Linked DNA regions of Gasterosteus aculeatus: region 2 is linked to region 1. Evidence: chromatin contacts called from public Hi-C data. All regions are on one chromosome and are shown on one strand. The core of a region is the stretch at or near the end of the contact, and the rest is flanking DNA. Distances in the headings are between cores, read along the strand shown.

What was found. Hi-C and Micro-C count contacts between places; a contact is called where the count stands out from the background.
Region 2: a Hi-C map of whole body shows a contact between it and region 1, with 6 times the contacts expected there. The contact joins the promoter of dhcr7 here to the enhancer-like site in region 1. A contact is called at or near these places in 5 of 6 Hi-C or Micro-C datasets (liver, skeletal muscle, tail fin and 1 more).

Annotation. Positions count from the first base shown.
Region 1 is chr12:3,301,847-3,304,546 of fGasAcu3.hap1.1, reverse strand. LOC120831033 (protein MTSS 2) reads left to right here. Exons shown (of 14, transcript XM_078085240.1): 5 at 1-61; 6 at 865-939. Among protein-coding and RNA genes, the nearest start is that of LOC120831033, 37 kb to the left of the region's middle. Within about 2 kb of position 1,321, at least 6 of the 9 cell types and tissues checked have open chromatin away from gene starts, as enhancers often do.
Region 2 is chr12:3,346,116-3,348,815 of fGasAcu3.hap1.1, reverse strand. dhcr7 (7-dehydrocholesterol reductase) reads right to left here and starts at 1,295. Exons shown (of 8, transcript XM_040164619.2): 1 at 1,159-1,295; 2 at 380-482. The coding sequence starts at 462.

The DNA.
Region 1 (2,700 bases), core at 72-2,571:
CAGGACAAGATTGAGGACTGGAAGAAGACGGCTAACCAGCTGGATAAGGACCATGCCAAAGGTACATGCACACTCAGCCTATGGTGATAATTGGGAAGTTCTAACCACACATCATCCCAGCTGAAGTTTCTCAAAAATAGTACCAACTTAACAAGACGCTGTAGCTCCAAACATCTAGTTTAGTTTAAACCTTTAACTGTGTTAATTGACCTGGAACAACCGCGTAGCTTAATTCTAAGAAAGTGATAACCAAAAACGCATCGCATGTCACTGACACAATGATATTTTGGACAGAAAAATCCAGCTGAGAGGCAGAGCCTTCTAATACTACAGGTATTGTTTCAACAATGACCATTACATGGTCACATTTTGTTGCATGAGACAAACAAATACAAAATAATAATAATACGCTCGAGATAAGTGAACGTCTAACTCCTCCCCCACCAAGTTCAAGGAAAAGCCAGCGATTTTTCAATAATGCTGCAGACAAACAAACCAACGAACGATGATCATTGAGAGCCTGAAGATAACTCATTGATAGGGCAGTTCCCCATCACATGTGCAAATTAGATTAGGTTGATGACACCAGTTGATAAGATAAGTGCATCTATTCAACACTTAAAGGTGATTTTGTACAGTTTATGACATGTCATGCTTGTCTCAGATCTATTATGCCTCACTGACACACAGATATTGTTCACAGCTGACTGTTATCAGTAGGTTTCATTATTCTTCCCCTATCAGCGCTGGAACTGTCAGTGAGCTCTTGGTAGCTTGAGCATTTCTATTCATGATTATTAGAAATGTCAAAAAGAGAGCTTTACATTCCTGTAACTAAAGCCGCGCTGCTCTTCCCGTTGCCAGAATACAAGAGGTCACGCCACGAGATCAAGAAAAAGTCATCCGACACCATGAAACTACAGAAGAAGGCTCGTAAAGGTAACCGCCAGCAGCCGGGCTCGGTCACAAAAACGTCACATTGCAGAGGTCAAAGACAAAGTCAATTCTAATGGTACCAGTTGTGTTTCTGTGTACTTCATTCTGATCACCGCTGCTGGTAAATACGTGTGAACAGCAACAACTGTGCTCGTTGGGCTACAATTAGCCCAGATGTTGATTTGTGATCTATATCTGGTTTGGAATGGTGATCATCAGAAAAGGGTGATTTTATTTGGTGCCTACACACACCCACACACAAACAGACACAGATATGTGAGACATTCCCTGAGGTAAAAAACCAAAGGCTTTAAACAGGCCAGGGCCAAAGAGCTTAGTAGGCTTACAGCACCATCGTGTGGAGCTCAAGGCTTTTGCAGCTCTCTTTTTCATTTGTCCTGAAACGCTTCACTCACCAATAATTAGCGCCCTCTCTGCAGAGCAGCGTCCGCTCAGTTGCCGGGCAGATGGATGCATAAATGCAAGACTTCTGTAAATTCCTCAAAAAATATATACATATTTGATTGATGTTACAGACCGACTGCAACTCTGAGTGCCAATTATGTACTGTAATTATTAATGAAATGTTATTAATGTTACATACTTGGTAAAAGTGAAAGTGTCGCCTACGTTTGCCAGTGTGTGGTCGACCCCCCTGCGCTGATGCATGGTGGTGTTTTCGTTGGATTTGTTGTTGCTGTTTTGCTCTAACCTGTGGCAACGTGGCTGTCTTGTGATGGCTTCCTTGTACTAACCTTAACAACGAGTTCTGCTATGTCTCCCTCCCTCTCTCTCTCTCTCTCTTTTCTTATTTTGCTTCCTTTTCGCTGTGCCCCCCTTCTCCCTGGTTTCTCCCTCCCTGTGGTATTTGACCCCCCTGTAATAGAGATCCAGGGTAAGTATCAGCTTATTGCTCTGCAGCTCCTCCTGCTCCTGTTTTACTCACACGGTCACCCTTCTCCTGCAGGTGACCACGCATGCATGTGTAGTGGAGCTCAGCGCATGCGCCGATGGCTTTTTACTACGTGTGTGATACCCAGTGATCAGATGTCAGGGAAGTGTTTTATAACGTATGGAATAATACCGACGGGATAAACCCACCAAGGGGCCCCTAAAGACACTAGGTATTATAATGATAAAGCACATCCTGAACCAACTTAATCACCTTTAACGCTAGATGTTATCCCAGAATCAGGTAATTATGTTATCTTAAGTTCCCTGCTGTTTTAGTTGAACCCTTAAACACACAAGAATAAATGACTCTTTGTTTGGTTCAGTACAGCTGGGTTTACCCTAAATAGCTGAATAGTGTGAGTGCTTTTTTATCAAGAAAACACAGTTTTCCTGTTTGGCCTCAGCCTTACAGCCCGTCTCTTAATGGTCCCATGATGGATGAGCCTTAGGGGACCACGAGATACATCCCTGGGGTACCAGCATAGCGGACGAACATCCTCCCTCTGTTTACAGTCTGATCAGCCATTTGAGATGAGAGGCTGCAGTGTGCGACGGGGTTGTGCACTCGACCAGCAGCAGGTTGTTTAAGCTAAAGCCGACTAAAAAAGGGAAACCATCAGCCCGCTCATACGCAATTTGTCTGTAATACTCTGACTACAAGCATAAAGCAGGCGGCCTAAGAGCCCATGATGTGGCCCTTTGGCCTCCAGACGCTACCAGATTAATTCAGCCTCGTTTTGTGTCGCTCATACTTATCTACAGACTAGTTTTAGCTTTAGTATGCCAATAGCAGCTTCGCTGGGAAACTGT
Region 2 (2,700 bases), core at 46-2,545, 44 kb before region 1:
TGTTCAGGTCGCAATTTCAATGACACAGGAGCAGCGTAGGCCTACAGGAATATCTGGACCATCAGAGGCCAAGACCCGCCGCATCTCTGTCTCTGATTGGTTTAGACCACGATACGATCCACCACGGGTGAGTTCCGTCAAAGCAGAACAAGCGCTTTGTTCGGCGAGGCAGCGGATGCGAGGACAGGTGCACCGGTGCGACCTGAGATTTTAGTTTTGGTCGCAGTAATTTGGTCAGTAATTTCGCCAGAATCCAAGGACCAAATGTCTACCCCTGAACAAGTGGTTCCAAAATGTTGCCCACGAGTCCTGCGTCAGCGTGGAGGTTTGAAGGAAAGCTTGACTTTGCGTCTACCAAGCGGTGAAACCGCAGACTCACCATGCTCTCCCCCACTGTGCCGGCTGCTGCTCAGATGTCTTCCCGTTGGCGCCGTTGCGGGTCCGTCTCCTCGAGGCCTCCATGGCCACCGCTCCGCTTATCTCTGACGAAGGGTCAAGCCATCGGGATTAGATTGGTTACGCAGCGGCCTGCTGTACTTTGTACACGGTTGGTTGGCGTCATTCATCACGTACACAATCAAAGGACACACTTCCATGCAGAACATCATCAAAGTTACTTTTCTTTTCTTTGTCAGAGATTCTGTGTCGTTTTGTGTGCAGCTTTTTGAAGTGAATGTGTTATATGCAGTTCCACAAGCCAGATATTGACACACACACACAAACACACACACACACGCGCGCGCGCTATACGAACAATGTGGTGATGGCTGCTATCTGAACCCGACATGTAGTTAATTAATGGGGCTCAGACTAGTTCCAGCTACACATAATATAACAAGGGGGCAGTGTGTGTGTGTGTGTGTGTGTGTGTGTGTGTGTGTGTGTGTGTATGTGTGTAGGAGGGGGGGGGGGGGCACCGTTACATAACGTATAAAGCCCCGTCCTGTCTTTTTTCTGGATTGGATAAGATGAATTTGAGCACTTGTTGCCTGTTGCACACTCGGTTTCTCGGCCACGACGTTAATGTTAAGTTTCGAAACGTTACACGCGCCATTTCCTTTGTACTTGGACCGTGTTACCTACATAGCAATACGTCTGAAGTACCGTAAACACACGTTATCCTGCACTGTAACAATGAATGTACCGGAGCTCACTCACCCGTTGATACCGGACCGACCGAAGGACGCAGGCTGCTGGTCTGCTCGTTCTCCGCGGCCCAGGTGCTCGTTATCAAGTGACGTTGACCGCTGGAAACTGCTGAGCTTCAGACTCCGCCCATAACACCACTGCACATTGGAATTCAGCCAATGGGGATCGTGCAAAGGCGGGCCCCAGGGAGGTGAACTGGCCTCTGATTGGGCGTTACTAACTGGAGACACCAGCGCCTCATGCATTGGCCAGTGGGTGAATGGTTAGAGAATAGTTGTCTTTATTGTCATGCCCTTGTGCATCCGAGATTTGTAATAGATTGTTATAATGTAATTATGATAATGATACATGCAAGAAATGTATGTTAGTAAAGTTATCACTTTAATGCATTAAATAGACAAGAGTGAATTAATTACAATGCTTCAAAAAGGACTGCAATGGACACACCCAACCAAATATTTTAGCAACATTTGTATTTTGAACAAATGTTTGAACAAAAATTTTGAATAGTTTCATGATATCTTCAATGGCAAAACTTTTAAAAGTAACGTGGAATATAAATTGTCACATATTTTTTGCAGTCATATGTTCAATACATATGTATGTATGTGTGTACTTTTACAATGTCTCACAATATGTTGACAATTTTATAGAATTTCAGTTGATTCAAGATATAATTTCAGAAATGTTCATGTCAAAATCAAGGCTCACCAAAACTAGGAGGATTCAACATCATCAATACAGAGACGGAACATAAACTAACCGTTAACAGAGCCCAACAAAATGTTCAATATGGGCCAAAAATGTGGAACTTTTCAGTTTGCAATGCCAATAGTTCTGGTGCAGGACAATACATATCTCTTGTGTAACCTGAACTACATTAAGATTATATTTCTAATTACAATAAACTATAACATGATTGTCTCAGCTTGACACAATGGCATAGTGTCCTTTCTTGATCATTTACTTAAGATATCCTTTTATGTTCTTCCCAAAAAAATAAATCTGCCCAATGATACCGAGACATGATAGATAAAATCTGCTGCACTTGAAATTGAAATGACCCTGTCTTCGCCAGTGCATGTTCGGCAAATGTGCACCAGAGGGCAGTACTCAGCTGTGACCCGGACAGGCAACTTAGGAGGGGAAAGATAACACTGTTCACGTTGAGTGGATAAAAGCTATAAACTGCTTTACGATGCTGAATCACCACCTCTGTTCTAACCTCCTAACTATCCACAGAGCTCAGATGTGGGACGGTGTGCAAAATCAGACACTGCACATTACTTGCTCTTGATGTGTGATTACAGCCGTCTCTGAATGTTCATGAGTTCATGTTTTTACTTTTTAAGGACAGTTTGAAATACATAATATATTACAGCGTGTTTACAGGTTTGATGTATCTCATCAAATCAAAAACCAAAAGTACTGTTTACTGTTTGTGATCTAAATATGGTTTTGTTATTCTTTTGTATTGTTCTAATATTATTACTACTATTAGTAATACTATACTAATACTATTCTACTATAGTATTATTATTACTATTATTA